2 separate regions of the Rattus norvegicus genome follow, and region 1 is linked to region 2. Evidence: chromatin contacts called from public Hi-C data. All regions are on one chromosome and are shown on one strand. Each heading gives the region's core, a stretch centred on a gene start, on an enhancer-like site or on the middle of the called end of the contact. The rest is flanking DNA. Distances are from core to core; before and after follow the strand shown.

Region 1 (5,124 bases), core at 1,963-4,462, 45 kb before region 2:
CCGCAGCTAGCAGAGGTGAAGCTGGTCAGATGCCCAAGACCACAGGCCATGACAGAGTTCTTTTCCATTTGACCTACAGCAGTCCCCTGTCTTAACCGCTGTCTTTTCTCATTGGCTGATAGGAAACCAAAAAGGGAGGAGCACCTAAGCGAGGAGGCCGTGAAGGTGATCGTCAGCCTTCCGGACCTGACCTTCATGCACGCCAAGGTGCTGATGTTCCCGGCCACGCTCACGCCGTCCACGAGCTCTCAAGGACAAGCAGATGCGTAGCTGCTCGTGTCGGAGGATCTGAAATTCTCTTTCCTTTCCTCCAGCCCTTCCCATCATCAAAGGCATATCGTCTGTAATTAAAAATAAAAACATGCAAGCTCAGCTGATTGGTTGGTAAGCCACACTAGAAAGGTATACATAGTAATGTATATTTATTTACATACTGAAGTCCTAAATTTATATAGAAAAATGTAAATAATTGGGGATGAACATTTTTGAAGATTTATTCTTTTGTGTTGCTGGGGTGTATACATTTATGTCTTTGTGAAATACACTGGTGGTGTCCTTCTTAAAAACTTTTGAAATAAAAAGAGAAAATTAAAACCTCAAATCTCCACTGTCTGAAATCCCCTTCAGTCTTTTCCCTTTGCACTGACAGCTCTTAATTTCCCTGTCCTATGGTCTGTTGCTTTTACCTGTCACGCAAAAGCTTCAGAATTCTTGTTTGGTTTTCAGTTTTGTGTGATGGGTTTGTTTCAGACCTGGCTTTTGTTCTGTTTCCCGGGCTTTGTTGTCGTCTTTTTGTCAGGTGTATTGCTGTGTGTGACCTTCTCAGAGGTCACTCCACTGATGCTCGCTGGTTGTGGGCCGGGATCACTGTCAGGACGTGACTGGAGGCTTGACAGAGAATGTGCCTGTTTTAATTGGTGTGATTTGGAGAAGGACCAAATTATATGAATGTCTTAAAATGAAATTTGTAGAGATCTTTCTGTTCTGTCATACCACTATTTTTTGAGGATTTTTGCACAGTGTAAAATGACATAATCCTAGATTGCTATGGTTTAGGCTGTATATACAGTAAAAAAACAAAAAAACAAGCTGTGGGTTTTAAACGTTTGGGGCAATTCCTATGGAAGCAGGAGAGACATGTAGAAGAACCTCTAACGGGTTAATATGCATGCCCAAGGGTTTTGAGATTTCAGTGTGTAAATTTCCTTTTAGCTTATACAATAATAAAATAATTTAAAAGAAATTTAGCCTTTTGTCTTTGTACTTTAGTATCTCAGAGAAAATATGATGCATTTGAATGTGAGATTTTATTCAGAATTAATAAATTTTGTTTCTAATGAAGTAATTTGATAGGACTTATCCCTGGTTAAAATCAGGAAGAATTAGAATCTGGTCTCCAAGAACTGAATCGTGAGGCTGGAGACATGGTTCTTGGGTCAAGAGCACTTGTTCTTACAGAGGACCCAGGTTCTCCTCTCACGGTGGCTCACAACCGTCTATGACTAAGTTTGGTGTTACACAGGCACACATCCAAGCAAAACATTCACCACACAAAGTGAAATAAATTCATTTAAGAAGCTCCAGGCCAGCTAGCCTGGTTCACACGGTAACACAAAGACTGTCACAAAAAAGGTAGAAAGGGGGGTTGGGGATTTGGCTCAGTGGTAGAGCGCTTGCCTAGCAAGCACAAGGCCCTGGGTTCGGTCCCCAGCTCCGAAAAAAAAAAGTTAAAAAAAAGGTAGAAAGGTAACAACCAGAAGGTCGTCACACACACACCGGACAGGGTCAATGCCTTTCCCAGCTATGACACAGACAACGTGAGACCATAGAGAAACCCCCCCTGGGCTGAGGAGGTGGCTCAGCAGTTGAGAGCACTGGCTGCTCCTCCAGAGGTCCCGAGTTCAATCCCCAGCAACCACATGGTGGCTCACAACCATCTGTAATGGGATCTGATGTCCTCTTCTGGTGTGCATGAAGACAGCATACTCATATACATAAATAAATTTTTTAAATCCCCATGATTCATTAGAACATATCTTCAGAATGTTGAGAAAGAATTTATAGGAGTACCCCCTCCAAGAAAACGTTTGCACAAAACTCCTTAAAGGTAATTTGGGAGGTAGGTAGAGAGATGGTACAATGGTTAAGGACACGTGTGGCACTTGAAGAGAACCAGGGTTTGGTTTCCAGCAGCTACACGGTGGCTCACAAATGTCTGAAACTCCAGTTCCAGGGATCCAACGCCCTGTTCTGACCTGTACCAGGGCCAAGCACACGTGAGTTGCTCATGCATACATGCAGACAGAATAACCACACCTGTGAAAACGTGTGAGTCTAAGACAAAGGTAATTTTAGAATGTTATATTTTAGACATTTGCCAGAAAAAAAGTTGCATATTTGCTAGAGGACAGGCTGCCAGCCAGTGGCACCCTGCAGTGTCCACTTGACAGCCTCTTCGTTGCTGGGTAAGTATGGCCTACAGTGACAGATGCTTCAAGTCTCTGGTATTTCATGCATAGAAGAAAATGGGCTGCTGGACAGCACTATCTGCCCCCCTCCCTGCCAGCCACTATGTCCGAAAGTTCAGCTCTGCCTGTTTACGACTGATCACAGCTGCTCGAGCTGACTATGTCAGTCTCAGAGTGGAGGATGGGGAGTTACGGGACCCTCAACTGAGTACCCAGCCACTTGTGTGCAACTTGGTCCTAACCACACATGGCCTTGGGGCTGTAGTCTGAGGAGGATGAGGTGAATTGGGCTCCATCTATGCAGCCATGGGGAAGATATCATCCATACTGGGTGGAGACGTTGCAGTGCGGCCTTTTTGGGATCATTTGTGCTCCTGTGATTGGCCCCTCCTCCAATGCCCTATAAATATCCCTAATAAACTCATTAAGTGTTTGGAAGGCAAGGGGGAGAACTGGTGCAATCAAACTGCTTTGTCATTGGGACCTTATAAGGAGGGAGGTATATGTTACATGGTCTCCCCACCCACGATGAAAATTTTCATGACAGGAATGTGATGGCCGTTTTAATTGTCAACTTGGCTGCATCTAGATTCTTGGAACTTCCATTCATAAACAGCCATTGTTGGATTAGCTCAATTGAAGTCTTTAAGTCATTCTAGTAAATCCCCTTTATGTAGAGATTCATTCTCTTATGTTCTACTATTCTAGAACCCTAATACAAAGGGCTATAGAGTCAAAACAGCTCTCAGTCAAGCGTGTTTCACACTCACAGTGTCCTGAATTTGACCTCAAGTACGTATGCTTGTAGATCCCACAAGCAAAGGAAAAGAAAACTGAGGAAGAAGTAACTTTAGAGTCTGTTAGGGCTGAAAGATGAGCTGCTCAGTGCTCCCCTAAACCTCTCCCAGGAACACCCCCCCCCCAGAGGCATCAGAGCTGGGACACATGCAGCCGGGGGTTGTCCTGCCTAGGCTAATACTGGGGCTGAATGGTTACAGGAAATTCTCTGTTGCTGCAGAATATTAAGGGCCAAGAAGGAGTTGAAGCTCATAGCCGAGGAAATTGAAGCATAAATAAGGAAACTGACGTGTGCAACATCCATATCCTGAGGCAAGAGCACATCTGTATCCAGAGGCAGGACCTATGCCCGGCTTTGTTGCTAGCACTGTCTCGCCATAACCTATGGTTTCAAGCTGTCCCCTAGTGTTGGATAACCCTAATCCTCCCCCCACGCACACCCCCAACCTCTGTCTGAAGGTCACTGTCACAGTCTTCTTTCCATGCTGTCTTCTTCTGTATACAGCGTTCTTATCTGAATCCCATCCTATTGGCTGAGTGCCTCTTAACTGTTCCCCAGGCTGGACCAGGTGTCACCTCACCACTGACATGGGCTTCATGCTTATTCTATTTCAAACGTCTAACATAGCCTACAATTCTATCCCCAGTGGTGACAAATCTGCCTCTTTACCGCATGCAGAACAACACCCCCCGCCCCAACTGCCTTGGAGTCAGACTGTCATCTACTTCTATTGATGAGTTTCTAAAACCTGAAAGCAGGTTTTACATTTATCCTTCCCAACCTCACTGTGTCCACTTTAGACATTGCTTCAGATGTCCATGTCCCCAAAGTGTCTTTGTACCCACCCTATGCAGTCTCTCCCTCCTTCCTCCACCTTGTTCTCTATTGACTGATGAACAAACTTTGTGTCCAGATCACCAAATCGAACATTGACCAATAGGAACCCCCACAAATGCCTGCACAGAGCACCAGGCAAGCTCCTGGTGCTGTAGCTTCTCAACAGAAAGTCACCATGTTCCTTCATCTTGACCACAGATCGCAATGAGCAAAGCCCTGCCGAATCCAGTTACAGGACTCGTGACACCACATGGGCCAGCATAATAATTCACCTGCACCAGGAGGTGATAAGTCCAGGACAAAAGGGTCTGCACAGGTGTGGTGCACAGCTGTGATCCCATAATTCAGGAAGTTGGGGCAGGAGGGTCAGAAGTTTAAAGATGGTTTGGACTATAGAGAGATTCGATAAAATGAGGGGTGGGGATATTCACATCACCTGTGGCACACAGTAAACACTTGGCCAATGTTTATCATAATTCATCTGGGTCAGTATTCTGTCAGTAAGGATGACCATGACGACGACAGGAGAAGAGAACAGATAACTATCTCCTTAACAGTGCGTTCAATGCCGTCCTTCCCTCCGGAGAACTAAAGCCACCCTTACAATGTATGGTAGATTTCAGTTACCTTGAAACTCCAAATGACAACATGAACTATGCCCTTAGACGCTCACATCCCTCGATGGGGCCCCATGGTCCTCTCCCGTCACCATCTCTGAGGGTCAGGGACATGGATCACCGAAGACCAGAAGGGCCAAGGAGTGAGAATACGGAGACCAACTGCCCCCATCCCGCAGCCACCCCAGCCAGAATGGGGCTGCTGGTTACTCTAATCTTTAATTCCCGTCTATCTCCTCCCTAGGTCCCTCGAGGGAAAGATCAGACAGGTGCGCACGCCTGCAATTCCAGCACTCAAAAGGCAGAGGGAAAAAGATGCCAAGTTTGAGACCAACCCGGACTACACACTGAGATCCTGATTCGAATATCAAATGAGAGAAGGAAGGAGGAGGAGCCAGCCCCA
Region 2 (5,265 bases), core at 2,146-4,645:
ACCAAAATGGTCCTCACTAAATGAACAGTAAGTGGAACAAATGAAGAGACACAGAGCTCGTGCATGGATGTGGTCCTGACTGGAGGGCATGAGAGGGAGAGAGATGGAGACACCACCTTCGAGCCCTCATACTGACTGACTCTGCTCTCCCACTTAGGTGAGGACCAGCCTCAGCTGTGGGTTGTTCTAGCACAGATGCTGGGCTCTAGGATCTGTATTTCTGAGGTTTCCAGGGGATGCTGGACTGAGGATCTCAGAACCGTATTTCCTCTGGGCTTTGTCAGGCCAACTTACACTAAGCCTGAGCACACTGCTACTCACCATCTTGACAATGAAGGCCTCTCGTTTTTTTGTTTCTAAGTGTGGAGGGCAAAAAAACCCTCAATGAGTAGCACTTTATGATGGCAACTGACATGTGATCTTCTATCTCCTGCTTTAAGAGATGGCATCTACTATGCTGTCCAGGTTGGTCTTGAAAACTTGGCCTTGAGGATTCTACCACCTCCACTGTGAAAAGCAGCTCGAAGTACAAGTCAGCACCATCTGACCTCGCCGGTCGACTCCTACCTACTAGCCACGGTGCACACATAGTCTAAGTCAGCTCAGGCTTAGCTTGAGAGACAAGGCTCAGCGTCCGGTCATAGGAGCTGTGTGGTCTCAAGTTGAATCTTGCAACCCTTAGTGACTAGCTGGAATGCCTCATGCCCAGGGTCTGAAGATTATTATAAGTTGGACCCATGCACAACTTAAACAATGTCTTTATTTATAAGGCATTTAGAGTCCCCTCCCCACGTAGTGAGAATTTAAAAGTTACCTATAATTCTTTTCCAGCTATTAAAAAAACCGATATCTTCCTTTCATTTTTTTTAAATCACTGTACTTTAGTGTTATATGGACAGTCAAAATTAAACACCAATAATCTTCTTGAGACAAATAGAAAAATCTTCTTTTACAAGCAACCATTTCTGTTATCCTACCACCATCACCAAAAACCACTGCTTTTACTGCAGGCTTAGCACAGCCCAGGATGGACGGCAGGATGGGAGCCTTCTCTTGCCCATGAAGACTGCAGACTCTGTGCCCCTCAAAAAGAGCTGTCAAGTCCATTTTAACCCAGTTCATCCCAAACAATGGTCATTATACCTGACAGAAGAAGCACACAAAGTTCCTTTACTTCTTACTCAGACAGGGTCAAAATTGACAACTGAGTACCAATTTCAAGGAAAGGAAACGATATCTTGTACAGGTGTCTTCTTTGGACAAGAGATAACAAATCTCATATCCATTTAATTTTAATTTTTGCATATGAGTGTTTTGCCTGTGAACCACTTGCTCATCTGGTACCCAAAGAAACTAAAACAGGTGTCAGAGCTCCTGGAATCGGAGTTTTCAGCTCTGAGCTGCCATGTGGATGCTAAGAACCAAACCAGGGCCCCTTGGAAGAAAACTAGAGCTTTTAGTCCCAGAACCATCTCTCCAGCTCCAACACTGGATTTTTCAAAAGTCAGTGCCAAACCGATCTTTGAGGGCAATGCTGACCCTGCCATTGCCTCTACACCAATTTGCTACTTTTTATTATCAGATCCCTTGGAACTAGTATTGTGTGTGGATGGTTGTAAGACAGTATGTGGGTGCTGGGAACTGAACCCAGGTCCTTTGGGAGAGTAGCCAATGTTAACCTCTGAGTCATCTCTCCACCCACCCCACTCCAATTTACTACTTTTGAAGAAAAAAGGAGCCAAGAGGGAAGAGAAGGCTCCCAAGAGAACATCAGAGATTTCTCATGTGCATCTGGGGCTGCCAGAGCCGTAGGCTCTTGACTTGGAACAGATTCCCTCAACTGAGTGGCAGGGGAAAGCATGTTCCTAACTAAATCAACTGTGTGGTAGAATTCAGCCTCAGAGACAGACAGGGAGTGGCAGTAAAGACCCAATAAGGGAAAATTCCTTCTGGCAAGTGAGTATAGCCTCCAGCTGAATAGAGACCTATTATCCCAGCCGTGCCTAGCCAATCTCCCAGTCCAGGGACCACCTCTAGGAAGGTCAGCTCACACTTTTAATCCTAGCACTAGGCAGGCAAATCTCTTTGAGTTCAAGGCCAGCCTGGGCTACATAGGGAGTTCCTAACTGGTCACCTACATGGTGAGATCTTGTCTCAAACAAATAGCCAAAGAGATGGTAGAAGAATATTTTTCTTTTAATGATGATACTGTATTCTTCTTTGTCACCCCTCCCCCCAGCCTAGTCCATCTTGGCCACCATGAGGTCACTGGGTCTGCCGCCATTTCTGAGGCCCAAGTCACAAAGGCTTTCTTCCTCTTTTGTCTCTCAGACTCTGGTCAGAACCTAAGGATGCTCTTGTCTGATACTCTGGGCTTCCTCATTCTTTCTAAAGCCTTCCTCCCTGCCTCATGGCTCCTTGCTCTCGGTGTGTCTCTCCTTTCCCTCCTGTGGGTAGCTGCCAACATTTACAGCTTCTCCACCCAGGGGGGTTTCTTTTAAACTCTAGTAAGTGTCCCCAAGCTTTGCTGAACTCTTTCTCACATTCTATTAATGAGACTGAGACCCCCTTCCTAGGGGCACCCCCAGTAGTGGCTAAAATGGGGCTAGAAACTGTGCAGAGACAATTTCTGAAATGGAATTTCCTCAAATCCTTATCTTTGCTCACCTTTGGTATCCTGCCTTTGAGGTGAGCTTTTGTTCTCCTAGAGCCTGGTCTCCCCTGCAGCACGGCGGCAGCGAGGACAAACCCCATCCTGCGTCAATGGGAAACCGTACTGGCTTAGACAGCTTTCCACACTTGCACGCACGCAGGCATGCACGCTCACCCATTGGAACACAACACACTGGGAAACCTGCTCATAGCTAAGCTTTTAACACCCAGCTTCCCTCCGAGGCTCACAAAGAGCCAGAGCAGAAAGAGCTAGGGAAGTAGTGGTCAGGGACACTGGCACAATCATAAGAGAAGCCACAAGAAACAGCAGCCTCCAGGCCCTTGGCTGCAGCCAGGCAGGAGAGTACATGATGAGGGGAAATGGCATCAGACAATCTTCAGACGCCAGTGACAGCCCCTGGCCAGGGGAACAACAGTCCAACAGGGCAAGAAGCTCTACCACTTACAGACAGGGAAAGACAACTGCACTCTTACCCCTTTCCACCTATGCTAGTGACAACTGTGATGCCGTTGGGATCCACAAGATCTTATTTTTAAACTAAAGCCTACCCAGGGTTTCAGAGGTCTCTGCAGTAACATCCATGCTAATTGGTAAGTAAGACAAAGCCTCCCTAACAAATCAGCACAGTAATTATAAAGCCACTCGCTAGATCAGGCAGTCCCTGTGCTCGCTCAGGCTGCTGTAACCCGACACCCACCCTCGGCTCCACTCAGCCAGGCCCGCAGTCCCGCAGGCCAGCCCTGCCTACCCAGCCAGCACAAACTCCCAGCCCTCCAGAGGGCCACCATAGGCTGAGATACAAGTTGAAGTGGCCAAGACACCAGCCACCGTGCACATTTACACAACTTTACCATGTGGGATTGTTTCTAATGTCTACATTTTAACACACTTTATCCTCTTAGGATTTACTATCAGCTAAGCTGGATACGATTTCTAATGTTGGTTTATCAAATATAATCGGTTCACATGAGAACAAATGGAATTGTAACAGGTGACAACCAATTACACTGAGTAAACCAGAGTCAAATTCTAGAAATGAATATTTCTTTAGAATAAAGAAGAAGATAGGGAAGAATAAAGTATGTCTTGATAGTAAAAATCTGGAAAACAAAAACAGCTTTTAAAACAAGTCAGCAGTGTTTCTAATACCCCAACTCACTGGTTTTCTGTCCCCTGGAAATCTTAGGTTGCAATGCCAACCCTAATGAATTGGGGATAGCAGTCATCTTCTAAGGATGATGATGGACTGGCTAACAAGTCCTCGATTTCACCCCAGGATTCTGGCCCAAGGTGAGGTCTGAACTTACAGTTTCACAGATACAACATGATCTGAGGCCTCAGTCTGGCTAGAAAATACTCAGAAACAACACCAGCATGGCAATGTAGACGGAACAGTCAACAGAATGGTGGCTCCTCTAAAGCTCAGTGACGAGCACAGGGCACTGCACTGTACTTTGACTTCTGAGTCTGTCTGGAATTTTCCATAAAAGTTAAACAACACATCCCCATATATTAAAAAAAAAAAAATCAAATAAGAACAGCAAATTTCTTTTTTTTTGCCCCGCTTTCACACAGCAAATTTCTCACATGAGAATTACACTAACCCTATAAGCATATTTGTACAGATGAATGAGTGTTTTATGTAAACAAGCATGCCCAATGCAAATTGAAATCCTATAAGCGCTGAAAGATTGCACCACATCTACCACAAGGGGGTGCCACAGAGCAGCAAGGCATCTTCCAACTCCAAGTCAGTTCCTACCTACAGAGTTCTCAAAGCATTTACATTTCCAAAGTCCATCTCCCACTCAGGGGTTCACACGGCAATGCTGAATGCTAGAAGCCTTCCCAAATCCAAACTAAACTATGCTATGCTATGGTACAACCTTTCACTGCTTGTACCTAAGTAACATCAGTGCTCAAAAACCACAGTTAGGATCCCTGGAGGATTACTGGAGTACACACACACACACACACACACGTGTACACACACACACACACACACACACACACACACACACACACACACACACACGATCAACCAGGAATCCAAGTCACAAAATGTGGACTCAGAGGTGCCAACAGTTCAGATCTCCAGTGGGGTTGTGAGGCTGACTTCCAAGCACACATCCAGCCTTCCACATTTACAAGGAAGACTTTTCCCATAGCCCTACTGCATCTTCACAACAGTAGACTACTCCCACACTGAACAATGCTTCAGGTACTTATGTAGAACATCCCTCATCAGGAACACAGAGCAGAAGCCATCTAACTGGAAAATGTAATGCAGTTTCCACCTCGGGATACCCTGAAGCGAGTTACCGTCAAACAGCAGGGATTCTCCCTAGTCAGATTACTAGCTCAGGTTATGTGATGTCTGTTCAGTAATGATGCTTCTACCAGATGAACTAGTCGTCTTCCCTCCATTTGCAAACCAGTAATTGGAAGCATACATATTGTAACTTTGCATTAGGAAGCTGCTTTGTAATCATTTGGTGTCCAGGGTAGGTCTTCAGCACCCTGAGTCTAAGGTCTCATTAGCACTAAGGAATCTTCAACTTTGACTTTTCCCCAGGGGACCGCCTGCCAGG

The links. A called contact is a pair of places that touch in the nucleus more often than the background predicts.
Region 1: a contact with region 2 is called in a Hi-C map of Schwann cells, with 4 times the contacts expected there. The contact joins two enhancer-like sites. A contact is called at or near these places in 4 of 12 Hi-C or Micro-C datasets (the A7r5 cell line, Schwann cells and kidney).

The regions. Positions count from the first base shown.
Region 1 is chr14:99,068,884-99,074,007 of GRCr8, reverse strand. It overlaps Aftph (aftiphilin), which reads left to right. Exons shown (of 9, transcript NM_001305127.1): 9 at 123-1,247. The coding sequence ends at 270. Among named protein-coding and RNA genes, the nearest start is that of Aftph, 55 kb to the left of the region's middle. Within about 2 kb of position 3,212, at least 2 of the 93 cell types and tissues checked have an H3K27ac peak or open chromatin away from gene starts, as enhancers often do. A contact at or near this core is called in Schwann cells, where this site is marked.
Region 2 is chr14:99,024,196-99,029,460 of GRCr8, reverse strand. All of the region lies in intron 1 of Sertad2 (SERTA domain containing 2), which reads right to left. Among named protein-coding and RNA genes, the nearest start is that of Sertad2, 57 kb to the right of the region's middle. Within about 2 kb of position 3,395, at least 34 of the 93 cell types and tissues checked have an H3K27ac peak or open chromatin away from gene starts, as enhancers often do. A contact at or near this core is called in Schwann cells, where this site is marked.